Linked DNA regions of Sus scrofa: regions 1 and 2 are each linked to region 3. A link is a contact called in public Hi-C data. All regions are on one chromosome and are shown on one strand. The core of a region is the stretch at or near the end of the contact, and the rest is flanking DNA. Distances in the headings are between cores, read along the strand shown. Region 1 overlaps SPATA31D1 (spermatogenesis-associated protein 31D1). Region 2 overlaps LOC100524475 (transducin-like enhancer protein 1). Region 3 holds the start of LOC100524475 (transducin-like enhancer protein 1).

Region 1 (4,719 bases), core at 1,754-4,253, 110 kb before region 3:
AAAAGAACTAACGAGTTTGTGATCCACTCTCCCAACAGAATACTCACTCTCTATAAAAAGCATATGCCCATACTTGGTACCGAAGGAAGGCTGAAAGAACTCTCTGAGTCCATTATTCCTTGTGCAAATGGATATATGTAATTCCCGCCTGGCTCCCATGCAATGGAGGGCCCTTTTCCTCACTTCTGCCATCTCTTAGCCTCTGTTGTCCATTTTCTTTCACTGGGCCACACGTGTACAAATTTGGTTGCCAAAACTTCTCTGCAAAACTTGGATCTGGGGTGCTGCTGCTTTTTAAAATTTAAATAATGCATAAAATCTAGTGCAAACTGGGATGAATCTATCTGGACTCCTGAAATATACTTTCTTTGGAAAGAGGATAATGAAACCCTGCAGTTTATTCCTTGCAATGTGTGCACAAAATTAGCTCGGTGCCTTTGTTCTGTTGTCTGAGCTTTTGTCACCTTTTATTTGACTGTACTTAGAGAAACAGTATGAAGACATTTAAAAGAAGCCCAAGGGGATCTTATTTGCACATTCAAACACCATTGTTTTTTATCATTATTCAGCTACCCCTGACTTCCTTTACTCTCACTCTTCCCCAGTTTACAGCCCTCCACTCCACTCTGACATGCATTCTTGCTCCCCAAGCAGAAACAAAGATTGTCAAGGTAACTGAACTGTAACCCTCTTTTGCACTTGTGGTTTTTGCACTTGCTTCAGCACAGGTGTCTATTGAATTGTGACATTCTGAGAAGTCCTAGAGCTCAGCAACCACACTTCCTCGCGAGGGTAGGACCTGTCCTGTGCTGTGACCTGGAATGAGAAGGTAAGCCACAGACAGGTGGAGGTTAGCCAAAACCTCACTGCAGCTTCACTCACACTCAAACCCAGTTTCTGAGCAAACGCTGGTTAAACTGGTATCAGAGGATGTCATGTAGCGAATGTCCTCTTGAAAAGCTGAGAGGTAAATCCCTTTTATTCATTGCCTTTACAAATTCAACCACAAATTGCTTCCTCTTCTCCCACGGAGCGCTGTTTAATGAGCTCTATCAGAAGCAGTCAACCAGAGAGGCAGACGGAACACATCTTGTGACCAAGTACACAGGTCCTATCCTGCCTTCCCCACTTTTCCGGGCTTGGCAAAGTTATTCACCATCTCCAAGCCTCAGGTTCCTCATCTGGACCTTAGTATCCTCATCTAAAACGGTGGTAGTAAACAGAGTGGTGAAGATCACAGACTCCATGTGAACATTCTCACTCTCTGTGAATACTTTATTTATTTATTTATGTTTTGCCTTTTCACCTTTTCTAGGGCTGCTCCCGCGGCACACGGAGGTTCCCAGGCTAGCGGTCTAATCAGAACCGTAGCCACCAGCCTACGCCACAGCCACAGCAATGCAGGAGCGGGATCCGAGCCACATCTGCGACCTACACCACAGCTCACGGCAACACCAGATCCTTAACCCACTGAGCAAGGCCAGGGACCGAACCCGAAACCTCATGGTTCCTAGTCGGATTCGTTAACCACTGAGCCACGACGGGAACTCCTCTGTGAATGCTTTAATCACCTGATACACAATCCCTGGGTGATGGCAAGTATTCTATAAATGACAGTCATGATGGTCTGGGAGGTAAATTAAACAATATGATTTTTCTCCCAAAGAAGGTCACAGTCTTTGTATATGTTGTTACTGGTGTTAAAAACAGACAACAGGCTCAGAATGAAGTGGTTTGTGCTAAGCCCCACATCACCAAACGAATACTTATTACAGTTTGAGCCTCTCCCAGAGATGGAATCTTAAACGAGTCAATCAGGAATTGCCTAATTGGCACTGGTGAGGTCATCTGCCTGACAGACTGCTGCCACCCTCTAAAGGAAAGTGGCCTGGTCACAACCAGTTCACTCTCTGCTCCCGTAACTTCCTTGTTCCTGCTCCTGTCTGCATACAGAAGTCCTTCACTGAGTACAGCTCCTTTGAGCTCCTTCCTGTCTGCTAGACGAGATGCTGCTGGATTCATGGATTGTTGAATAAAGTCAGTAAGATTTTAAAAATTTGCTTGGTTGAATTTTGGTTTTTAACACCAGCTTGATTTGGGCTTTCACTGGCTCAGAACCACTTCTGTGTATCAGACTCTCAATTCCAGCTAAACAAGAGAAATTCAGATGTACCTGAACATGACACCAGGGTCAGCCTCTGACCGAAAACCTCTGTGCTGCCCTGAAATGTCCAGTGTGCCCAACGCCAAGTTATTAACAACAATGTTATTTTCGAAGTCGTTAGTGAGGAACTGTCAGAAAGGAATCACTCGTTGTATCTTCTGGGGGTTGATTGAAAAAAAAAGAATTTAAGAAGGTTGGAGGCTGAAGCATCCGCCACTGACGTAAAGTCATCTGAAACAAAGATGACTTTTAAAATAAAGGAATCTGTGCTGTACATAGACACGGAAAGAAAGACACTTTGGCTGCAAAATCTGTCTCCCCCCCCCCATCTTCTCTGGGGAGGCTCATGCCTCCGCCTGCTGTTCATCAATCAGCCTTGATTTTGATGGGGCGATTTTTAGTCAGCTGCCTCGATCATTTTGGCACAGACAAAAATCCTTTAAAAAATGTTACACTTCATCAAAGTGTATCATGAGACTTCACGGTCATTATCTCAATGGCCGCTCTGATGTGCTACAATTGGCAGAGACACAAACGGTAGGGGGTGTGTGAGAAGAAAGCCAGCATTTCGTGTGGAAAGCTGGCAAGCCTCGCCAAGCTTCTGTCAACAACTCCGCGGTCTGATCCGATGCACTGAGCGTGCTGATGATGCTCTTGTTTCTGGAGGAAGTAAACAAGAAAATGAATTCCACCGAGCAACACAGCCTCTTTGTATCTTCAAAATGGTGTGACTGGACCGGGGCCAGCCGCGTTGAAAGTTTGGCCATTTATGTCATCAGGGCCCTGGTACTGATGGAGGCTTTGATTACGAGTTGGACCAGCTCTAAGACCCTTCAGGGGCAGCCACGCAGCAAATAAAGGCATTGATTGGTTGTTGGGTCAATTTAGCCATGAGGGTACAGAGCATGGCTCTTTTGAAAAGCCTAATGGATTAGCTACACAACCAGTCCCACTGTAGGCCTTATTTTTCAAGTAACTTCAGGACGGTTTTCCAGCTTGGCAGGGAACAAACTCTTCCTTTAGAGCAAGCTTCAGAGCTGTTCTTGTTATCAATAGTGGGCTCAAAGGATTAGACACAGCGGGCTTTACAATTTAATGAAAACAGCTGTTGGAACAACAATTAAGGCAAACAATAGTTTGCATGGAAAACTATTAATTATGTAAAGTTATGCAGAAAGTGGAATACGCTTTTATTCGGGGCCTTCTACAGCCACCAAGCTGCCTTCCATTGCATGGCTCTCAAGTGTCAGGAAGTGGGGGTGCTTGTAGGAAACAGCTCCACTGCATGTGGGTTGAATGTAAGCAGAGCTCCAGGCTGCCAGTGTGCTGCAGAGCAAGTCATGGGTAAAATATTCAGGAAAAGAGTATCAGTTAAACTTACATTACCTTGAGTACCACCAGTCTTTTTCACACAAACTCAGAGCAGCTGTTTTCACAGGTATCTGAAATTCAATTTGAGCCTTGTGGTTGGGAATCTCTACTTCTGCTTTTAAAAAAGCAAAACAAAAAACATTTCTATAATATGTCCCCTCTGGGGCCTCCCTCACCCTGAGACGTTATGAACAGTAACATTATTTTCTAAGTAACAGTATGAACAGTAACATTATTTTCTGAGTAAGGAACTGTCAGAAAGGAATCACTCTTGGGGAACTGGTGGAGTTCCTTGTCCTGAGGACTAAGTGGGTTTTTCCTTCCATTAGGATGGTCCAACCTGGATTCTCAATCACTCCCATCCACCTCCTGCCCTAGAACAGCACATCTCTCCTTCCATTCTCTCCGCTTGCTGGGGCTTTTAAATTCATTGCTTTTCTCTTTGCAATTTCCATCCTTGACTAACAGTGCTGGGAATTGACTTATGGCCCTACGCCTGCCCTGTGTTCCACACCTCACTTTCCTCCCCAGACGAGAATCACCAAGCCAAGAAGTCCTATTAAGAAAGTTATTAACTGTACACATAAACATTGCCTCCTGCCTACAGTTAGATTTATTTCTCATCACTTCCAAGTAACTGGTTTTAACACTTTTTTCCAGCACGCCCAACACCTTTTATTTGACTATATTGTTTTAGAAAGGCCTTTGGGGAATTTGGCTAATTTCATGCTGGAACTTAGTAAGTGGGATTTGACACTCTTTGATAATTCCAATAAACCATTAGTCAAGACTCACTCCCTTCAGGGAAGGAATAAAAGGTTTATTAGTCTGAGGGTCTCTATTCTAAACATGTCACCTGAATTTAGTAGTGCATCTGTGCTGAAATACTATTGACTTTGTGATGGAATAGAACTTTCTCTGCAACTATAAGAAAGCTGTCATTGGCTTTCAGCAATAGGAGAGCATCTTCCTTTTCTGAAATTCTCATTCGGTTCACCTGTGTGTTTTGACAGACTTCAGTGAATTTAATTTACTGACCTGTGAATGTTAATATAAGAAACAGCAGACACATAAATACACATAAATTCTCTCTAAAGTACTTGGTTTCGTCCTTTCTTTCACAGGATGTGAGACTACAGAATAATCTCCTTCCCTTCTACAGATAGTGTAAAAATCTTGAGAGA
Region 2 (4,856 bases), core at 2,103-4,602, 88 kb after region 3:
ACCCCACGCATCAAGGCAGAGCTGACATCCTCGGCCCCCGCCTGCTATGCCCTGGCCATAAGCCCTGACTCCAAGGTCTGCTTCTCCTGCTGCAGTGATGGCAACATTGCCGTGTGGGACCTGCACAACCAGACGCTGGTGAGGTGAGCAGAGGTGGTTTCCCAAGGGGAGGCTCCCTCCCGGAGTACTTGGGCCAGAAGGCCCCCTTTTATTCCTACTTCTCTGGCTGCTGCCCTCAGGCGCTCAGCCCACGCATTAAGAGCCTACCGTATGCCAGGCTTGGAGTTAGGAATAAAAAGATGAAACCGTGTCACCGTCCTCATGGGGCTGGGGCTTACGGTCTTGCTGCTGTGCTTGGATGTCACTCAGACTTTATATTTCCTTCCCTCATGTTCTCATTCTTCAGCCATGTACAGATGCCAGGTTTGTTTAAAAAACATTCCTGCCTCTTGCCAAAGGGTGGCATACCATAAATTAGATGGAGGTACCAAAGGTCTTCAATACTAGATGTTTTTGGCTTTGCTTAGACCCTCCTATGTGAAAACAGGAGCCAAGTGATAAAAGAATAACAGAAAATCAACAAAAGAACATTAGAAGAGGAGATTCCATGAACTTTACCCACAAAATGGTTTAAGAGTATCGAGTGTTTCTCAATAACTAAATAATCCCTGTCCAGGTGTCATTTTATCCAGGAGCAAGCCCAGCTGCCTGGAATCTACCACCTTCTCCTTGGCTTTGGTCAGCTCACCCCCTCTGGCAAAGGGAGCACTCACATTAACAGTATTAGAGAAAAGCCTTTAGAAAAGGAAGCATTGGAGTTCCCGTCGTGGTGCAGCAGAAATGAATCCGACCAGGAACCATGAGATTGGGGGTTCGATCCCTGGCCTCAATTAGTGGGTTGAGGATCCAGTGTTGCTGTGGGCTGCGGTGTAGGTTGCGGACGCGGCTTGGATCCTGCATTGCTGTGGCTCTGGCATAGGCCAGCAGAAACAGCTCTGATTGGACCCCTAGCCTGGGAACCTCCATATGCTGCAGGCACAGCCCTAAAAAGACAAAAGACAAAAAAAAAAAAAAAGGAAAGAAAAGAAAAGGAAGCACGAAATTAAACATCTAAGGCAGAACAGGCATGTGTTTCACCCTTCTGTGTCACCTTCACTCAGAAACATGGTTCTTGACACAGTTTTAGACACATGAGTCAGCAGGGCTCCTCCAGTGCTTCCGCGCCCATAGCTGGAGGGAAGGGACGGATTAGGGAATTCATTTTAGCAGCTCACTCTTTCTTCAACCTCATCTGTAGAAATCCAGTAAGTGTCACTGGGCCAGGCTCTGCCCCTACGTGAGGGTGATGGCGCAGGAGTTATTTTTCTTGTTGCTCACTGGGCAACTTAGAATGAGCAAAATGGACAGATGGACAGATGGAGCCAGAGCCAACAGCCTTTTCAAACTTTGAGCCTAGCAAGTGTTGGGCGATTTTTCTTTTCTTTCTTTTTTTTTTAATTTAATAAAACCACTTCCAAAATATTAATTCAGAGTGCTTTTTTCAAATGTTAATCTCTTTAACCCTAGTTGCTTCTTCATTGCTGTTATCCTGATTTTATCATGGAGGAGCTGTGATAGGGCCCAGGCACCCATCTCCATTGGGTGTGCTCTGAACTTCTCTCTTTGCTGACCGCCAGGGTCTCAATACCTGATGGCTATGACAGAGTCCTGCTTCACAAATCTCAGTTTGGACTAGCCACACGTGGCTAGTGGCTACTTTGTGTGACATGACAGGGCAATGCAGAGTCTACTGTTTTTTTTTTTTTTTTTTTTTTTTTTGTCTTTTTAGGACCACACCCACAGCATATGGAAGTTCCCAGGTTAGTGGTCGAATCAGAGCTGTAGCTGCCGGCCTGCACCACAGCCACAGCAATGCCAGATCTGATCTGCATCTTCGACCTACACCACAGCTCGAGGCAACACCAGATCCTTAACCCACTGAGCAAGGCCAGGGATGGAACCCACACCCTCCCAGATACCACTTGAGTTTGTTACTGCTGAGCTACGACAAGAACTCCCTTAATATCTTGCATCTGCTGTGACCCAGAGGAGCCTGAGGACAGCACCGAGATAGGTGGATACAGGGATGGAGAAATACCCACCGGGTGCTTAAGTCAGCAGAGAAAAATTTCTATATTCAAGGAATCAAAGTATTTCCTGAGTTCCAGAGGTAAAAGGAATTCGGAAGATGAAATGAAGAGGGAGGTCCCTGGGTTTCAAACGCTATTTGAAGGCAGAAAAGCAGCAGTTTGGAAACGGGTGGGGGGAGTGTGCGGCTACTCCAGGCCTGGGGGACCAGAGGGGAAGCCTCAGAAGGAGAGTTGGGTGCATGGAGGAGAGGACCAGGTGGAAGTTCTGAATGGTTTTCAGAGGTGACTTTTTTTTTTTTTTTTTTTGCTTTTTTTAGGGCCACACTCCCAGCATATGGAGGTTCCCAGGCTAGGGGTCAAATTGGAGCTGTAGCCACTGGCCTACACCACAACCACAGCAACACCAGATCTGAGCTGTGTCTGTGACCTATACCACAGCTCACGGAAACCCTGGATCCTTAACCCACTGAGTGAGGCCAGGGATTGAACCTGGGTCCTCAAGGATCCTAGTCAGATTCATTTCCACTATACCACTATGGGAGCTCCAGAGGGGCTGTTTTTGATGTGGCAGTTCACATCTTATCTCTGAATTCAGGGCACTGGGGTTGCTCTTGTCTTACCCTCCATGCCCTTTAAATTTTGGACTCAGCTTTCAAGATTGCCGCTCTGTGAGAAGGTAACAGGAAGGGGAGGCACTGGAAACTTTTCTCTGGGTGTTGAGGTTCCCACGAAGTACTCCTGGATGCTGCCTGCTTTGCCGTCCTCTTCAGGCCTCCGAACACCTCTCTCTGGTTCCCGGCTCTCCCCTGCCAGCTCCCTCTTGGCATGGACCAGACCAGACTCATGACCCCCAACCTTCTGGCCCTGTGGTGGCTTACCTCCCCCTGCCCCCAGCAAGCCCCACCTGGGACCTGGCAGAGCACCTGCGCCCGGCAGATCCTGGTTGGTCGCTTGTTCTGGGTGGTGGTTTTTGACCAAAGCACAAGGATCCTCTTTAAGAGAACAACAGCCTTGTGCTCAGCTTCGAGGCCACGCTGTGCCAGAGGCCGGTCCCAGCAATCAGCTCCGTCTCTGCTCTGCGCCTCTGAGTCAGGAGGCCGGCATGCCCCTTTGTCTCTGCGAGTCCACATTTCCTAATGCGGGTCTCTTTCTAGTAGAGAAAGCGAGGTTGAGTAAATACATGAGCTCATGCTTTGTTGGCAGGAAGGGCATCGCTGTGTTATTCACTCATGGAGACAGGAGTGCTTCTGGGCCCTGAGCTGGTAATGTGGTGATTCAGGCCCACGCGGTTAAAGGCCAAGCCTGCCTCTTTCTGGGAGGAATACACTTGGGATTCTGTGTGTTTGCCTTTTTCCCTCCCCCCGTCTTTTCACACTTAAACACTTTTCCAGACCTGGGAGGAATTTTTCGTTCCAGACGAATTTGTAAGAATAGCTCTAGGAGCGTATTTAACTTCTCCTGTGTGGTGACCTAAAACGGCATTCAGTTTCTTCAGCACTTGGATCCTGAAAAAAGAAGAAAATCTGCAGGTGCTGTTTCCTCTCCTCCTCAGGGGAAGGTTGGTCTGATCTTGCACATCAGCAGACACTGAGGAGATGACACATGCTCGGCAGGTCCAAAACCAACAACACAACAGTGTTTACCCTGAGCCCTGGCAGGAAATCGTTATTCAATCTGGTTTGTTTTATCAGGCAATTCCAGGGCCACACGGACGGGGCCAGCTGTATTGACATTTCTAACGATGGCACCAAGCTCTGGACGGGCGGCTTGGACAACACAGTCCGGTCCTGGGACCTGCGTGAAGGGCGGCAGCTGCAGCAGCACGACTTCACCTCCCAGGTGTGGGCTTGTTCTTCCCTGTGCAGCCACCTCCCCCCTCCCATCCCCAGCACAGTAGTAGCCAGACAAACAGTCTGGGCTCTAATTTGAGATACATACACACAGACCCCAGAAATCACCCCCAAATGCTTACAGTGTTTTAAAATTGCTGTGGTTTAAACAACCTGTGGGTTGTTTTAGTGGTATATGAGTTTGCTTCAGGAATCTGCGCCTGGAAGAACATACAGGGTCTGATCTGCTGTCCATCTTCTCACCATCTAACATGGGGTTGAGAGATGAGATGATGATTTGGTCCACATCGAAATGGACCTTGAAAAATATGCAGTGATAATCATGATAGCTCTGAGAGTTAATTTATTTCACATACATCAGGCATCTCAGTGGATGCCCGTCTTATTACTCATCCCTTAAAAACTGGGCTCATGCCTGCCCAGATTTATGGAGTTTTGAAATGGCATAAAAATGGTAACTTTGATTGTGGATTGTGGAGATGATTTACATGTTGAATGTCTGACTCTAGGCCTGTTTGGGGAAAGACAGGGCATGCCATTTTAAGTGCTTTCTGATGGTGGAATTGTTCTTTTTATCATCGCTTATTTCCTTACTTTTTTGGGGGTAATAAAAGTAATTCCACTCAGAAAAATAGGACAGAAATGGAAAGCAACTATACATGCAACTAAATTTCATGGCCCTGTCAAAATTTTGTTGAGTCTCTCGTGTTCCAGCCCTGTTCCTGTTATGGGTAAGATCCTATTTTTGGTCTGCCCTTTTTTTTTTTTTAACTTCTCGTGGAGAATTTCAAATATATATGAGAGCAGAAAATGTTTAAGCATATGTAAAAGTCCAAACCACAAATCCCATATGCCCATCACCCAGCTTCAACAGTTA
Region 3 (4,390 bases), core at 70-2,569:
CTTTTAAGTCAAGTTCCACCTCATAAGAATTTTAGCCAGGTCATTTATCCAAAGCTTCCCAATCAATGCCTTACACAGCTCAGCCGGCCAGAGGGGCGGGGGTGGGGGTACCATCCGAACTATGGAGGTGGGGTGGGCAGGACAGGTTTTTCAGGTCTAGATGCTGTTTATCCCACACACTCTCTCTCTTTGTTTCTACTAATTGGAAACAGACTCGTGGTCATGTTGCTGAGAAGCCCCTAGAAGTCTGAGCAGCTCTCTATCTCCCAACACAGCGAAATCTGGACTTTTAACAGAAGAACCGAAATTTCGCGCCGCGGGCAAAATATCGCATCTGAGACTACGACGCGCGTGCCTTACCCTGGGTTCCTTCCCGCCAAATCAAGGCAGCCCGATCTTTTTGCAAGGTGGTTTGAAATTTTCTAATAAAAACCAACTCCTACCACCTTGGGTGCAAAGGGGGCGTGGGCATTAAAAGCCTAGTCTTAGGCGGCTGCTGTATGTACGCCAGCCAATGAGTTGCTCATGTACGCATTTTCCACCAAGTGCACAGTCCACTTCTCCTGCATCCGCCAAAAGGCAGCTCGAGGAAAAACAATCCTCAGAGAAATTTTTGAATGTGACCTCACTTTCAATAGTAGCATCAAACAGGGGACAAGCACCGAAAGATTCCTTTGGCTCGAACTACCAAAAAGCACCCCTTCTCCCTCATAAGAACCTACGGGGTTAGTCTCTGAGTTTCACTGAGATCTAAAGATTTTCATTAAAGGGAAAAGTGACAAGTGGGCAGCATTTTTGCAAATTCGAGCCCCCAGCTTCGACCGCTGCACGTTGGCCTGTCCCTCCCGCTTGCGCGCTCCCGCGCGTTCCCTTGCTTGCCCCACGTTACTTTGACTGACAGCCCGGCCCCGCCGCTCTCCTTCTCTCCGACCTTCCCATCCCCGGTGCCAATCTTCGCGTCTCGCCGCTTTCCATTGGCTGGTTTCGGCGTCCCGCGGCTCCTTCAGGAACAGTTCCTCGCCGAGCCCGGGAGGACGCGGCTGGCGGAGGGGAGGTGGGGGTGGATGGGAGGAGAGACGGGGGAGACGGCGGAGAGGGAAGCAAGCGGGGCGGGAGAGAAAGGAGGGAGAAGGGGAGACAGCCCGTCCGGTGCCGCGCTGCCATAGGCTCTGGGGAGGTGTCGCGTCACCACCCCACGTTGGGTCTGGCGCATGCGATTGGCTGACACGGGCCTTCCCGCTCCCCCCTCTCCACTCGCCGGGCCCACGTACCCCGCCAGCTCCTCGCTCTCGCCCCCGCCCGCGCAGGGCTGGGCGGGGCCGGCGCTGGTTAGCTCCGGAGTGTGAAACCGCGTGTTAATGTAACCGGCGCGAGAGGCGCGGGCGGCGGCGGCGGCGGCGGCGGTGGCGGCGGCGGCTGCAGGAGCAGCAGCAGCGGCGGCGGGCACCCTCTGCCCCGCGTCCCTGAGGCAGCCGACTGCGCTACCCCCACCCTCGCACGGCCGGGCGGCTCCCTCGCCACCAGCCCGGACCTTCGCTGGCCCTTGGCGATTACTCCGGACTCGCCCACGGAGTTTGCCTGCTGGGGAAGGAGGCCAAGCGTCGGAGCGCACTCTTGCGCTTTTCCCTACCATCGAGTGGATGTCGTTCCCCGGGTCGTGAGAGAACTTTGGAGCGGGCTGGAGCGCCCTTTGCGGAGAGGTAGACGAAGAGAAGGAAAGAAAGAGGGCTGACGGAGAGGATCGGAAGAAGGGGTCCGGAGTGGCCGGGCGGGCCGTGTGCGGCGAGTGTGCACGGGCCGTGTTGCTCGGATGCGCCCAGGGGTCGAGGAGCAGCGGAAGGCTGCGGGACTACTCTCCGCCGAGTAGTCCCGTCGGGCCAAGAGGGTTTGTACAACCGCGGAAAACAGCAAGAGCGGCCCGCACGGGGCGTGCCGAGACGCCTCCCGGCGCGCCCTCCACACTTTGCCCACCTCGTCGTCATCCCGCGCTCCTCCGCTCGGGTTAAGCCTGCGGAGCGCCGGACACGGAGCCTCCCCCGGGGCCCGGACCTCGCCCCTCGCCGCCTCCAGGGACCCTGCGAGCGCCCGGTCTTGGGCGCCTCCCGGACCTGCAGGGGTCGGCTGTGAACGTCGTCACATTTGTTTTGTGGGGTTAGCGGGGGCGCTTGCCACCTGCACCTCCCCGGCTGCTGGCGCCGCGGGGAAAACCCGGCTAGGAGGCGGACCGGGAGAAGAACGGTGGAGAGCAACCCGCCTGGATTTGTTTGCCCGGGACGGGTGCGGCACACGCGGATCGCTGAGGGGAGCGCAGCGAGTCACCGCGCCCCCACCTCCTCGTCCCGGCGGCCCAGGCTCGCGATTTGGAGTGCGGCCCCGGGCGCCGGCGGCGCCCCGCAGGTTCTAGGTGCAGCGGGGCCCGGGGTGCCCTGTGATGTGGCCCTGAAGGTGGGAGCCCGCACCGGCGGGAACAGGAGCTGCTGGGCGCCGAGTGGCCTCTGCGCCCAGCGGAGCGCGCCTGCGTGCGTGGCCAGCGCGCCCCCCGCACTTCCCGCTACTGCCCGGCTTCTCAGCTTAATTTTCCTCGGCGGGATTAAAGTTGGAAATTGAGCGGAGAATTGAGTTGCCCGGGAACGGAGCCGCGGCCGCCGCCAGAGCGATGTTCCCACAGAGCCGGCACCCGGTGAGGCGCGGCTGGCTGGCTGAGTGGGGGACAGGGGGTGAGGGGTGGTAGGCGCTCTTGCTGTGTGGTAAGGAGATGGGTGGGTGCTGCATTCTGGCCGAACCCCTGGCTTGGGAGGTCGAGGGCCCTCCTCTCCTGGGTTGGGGAGTGGGCTGAAACTCTAAATTTCCCCGTTTGCTCTGTGCCCCCTCCTACTTGAGGTCTAGACTGGGCGGGTGGGGGCGCCCGGAGAGACTGGGGTTTCTTTCCAGCAGACACATCCTCCCCCTTCCCAGAGGCGAGTAGGGCGCCCCCACCTTTGTTTCTCGTCTTGCCTATTTACATGTCAATGCGGCCCCCTTTCCAGCAATGCTGGAGGTGGCCCCGGCGGCTCTGGGAACGGGAAGAGTTGTTTCTCTTCTCTGGTCCCTGGGGTCATTATCGCCCCCGTGAAGGAGGGGCCGGCGGCGACAGCGACAGTCTGGCCCAGTTCTCGGCCGCCCGCCAGGGAGCCCCTATCCCTTCAACCAGGTGACCCTTTCGCACTTAACGCGATTCGTCCTGGAGGCTAGAAGAGGCTCCAAGCCATTTTAGAAGCATCGGATCTGGGGAGGTCCACCTTCCCCCTGCCCATAGTGAAGGGCAAACTCGAGTCCGTAGCTCCGGTTTCTTCCACTTCTAACTTCATTTTTTGTTTATGTCCCACCCACTCTTTCGTCCTCTGACTTACTTCTTTATCCCTCCGCCCGCATCCCCGGTCCCTCGGTCCCCCTGGTCGTCTCTAGACGCCGCACCAGGCTGCAGGCCAGCCCTTCAAGTTCACTATCCCGGAGTCCCTGGACCGGATTAAAGAGGAGTTTCAGTTCCTGCAGGCTCAGTATCACAGGTGCGTGTCCGTCCGTGCCCGGTGAGTGGTCGCCCCGGCAGCGCCCTGCCCCTGGTCGCCCATCCCAGTGTCGGCGGTGGCTGTACTTAGTACTTGCGTCCAGGCGGTGGCGTGTGGAGTCGCAGTTAAGACCTGTCATTCACATTACCCACTTTCCTGGCTGTTCCTGGGCCGCCTCTTCTCTTGTCTCCTCCTCCTCCCATTGTTTCCCTTTTGCCCGTTTGCTGCTGTTCCAGGGAGCCTTTTTTCGTGTATTTAGGAGTTGCATGAGAACTGTCAATATTTGCACTTCATTTATTTATTTTGCAACAGGCTGAGCTGAAATCTTGGTTCAATCGATGCCCCAGCTCTGGAGTGCAGGTTCAGGGAGGCAGAGCCGGTGTTGAAATCGCTGTTTGCCATACTAGAATTGGGTTCTTTGAGACAAAGTCCGTTATGGAAAGGTAGCTGCTTTTAGCTGTTCCTATCATTAGTGAGGGTGTGGATATGTGTAGGGTAAAGCTCACCTGCTTTGGCCTCATTGTGGGTTGCATTGGGTAGCACAAGGGATTTGAGTCCCATTTATGTCCATCTCAGCTTTAGTCTCTTTATCTAATGAAGAGACCTGCTTCAGAAAATTTATAAATGAAAACTATTTGTGAGGCACTCTGTCCATAGTGGACTTTGCAGAAATGTTAGTTTCTTCCTTTGTTTCTATGAAGTCTTAGGTGATTAGAGCTAAGAAATGACTGTGTAATGACAGGTTTTATGTTTGCTGTGCTTGAGCAAAAGCACACAGATACTTGGGTGTGAATTTTCTTATTTTGTCAGGGGCTTTCTGATTATTGACATTTTGTCTACTTGAA

The links. A called contact is a pair of places that touch in the nucleus more often than the background predicts.
Region 1: a contact with region 3 is called in a Hi-C map of brain, with 3 times the contacts expected there. The contact joins the enhancer-like site here to the promoter of LOC100524475 in region 3. A contact is called at or near these places in 1 of 5 promoter capture datasets (fetal skeletal muscle) and 7 of 47 Hi-C or Micro-C datasets (brain, embryonic fibroblasts, fetal heart ventricle and 4 more).
Region 2: a contact with region 3 is called in a Hi-C map of skeletal muscle, with 3 times the contacts expected there. The contact joins the enhancer-like site here to the promoter of LOC100524475 in region 3. A contact is called at or near these places in 1 of 5 promoter capture datasets (liver), 6 of 47 Hi-C or Micro-C datasets (embryonic fibroblasts, liver, omental adipose tissue and 2 more) and 1 of 2 datasets of contacts at active chromatin or transcription factors (skeletal muscle).

The regions. Positions count from the first base shown.
Region 1 is chr1:234,478,260-234,482,978 of Sscrofa11.1, reverse strand. All of the region lies in intron 2 of SPATA31D1 (spermatogenesis-associated protein 31D1), which reads right to left. Among named protein-coding and RNA genes, the nearest start is that of SPATA31D1, 110 kb to the right of the region's middle. Within about 2 kb of position 3,003, at least 13 of the 83 cell types and tissues checked have an H3K27ac peak or open chromatin away from gene starts, as enhancers often do. A contact at or near this core is called in brain, where this site is marked.
Region 2 is chr1:234,280,832-234,285,687 of Sscrofa11.1, reverse strand. It overlaps LOC100524475 (transducin-like enhancer protein 1), which reads left to right. Exons shown (of 20, transcript XM_003480540.4): 16 at 1-143; 17 at 3,821-3,968. Among named protein-coding and RNA genes, the nearest start is that of SPATA31D1, 88 kb to the left of the region's middle. Within about 2 kb of position 3,352, at least 29 of the 83 cell types and tissues checked have an H3K27ac peak or open chromatin away from gene starts, as enhancers often do. A contact at or near this core is called in embryonic fibroblasts, liver and skeletal muscle, where this site is marked.
Region 3 is chr1:234,367,584-234,371,973 of Sscrofa11.1, reverse strand. LOC100524475 (transducin-like enhancer protein 1) reads left to right here and starts at 1,319. Exons shown (of 20, transcript XM_003480540.4): 1 at 1,319-2,680; 2 at 3,445-3,545. The coding sequence starts at 2,657. SPATA31D1 (spermatogenesis-associated protein 31D1) reads right to left here and starts at 1,008. Exons shown (of 7, transcript XM_005660180.3): 1 at 890-1,008.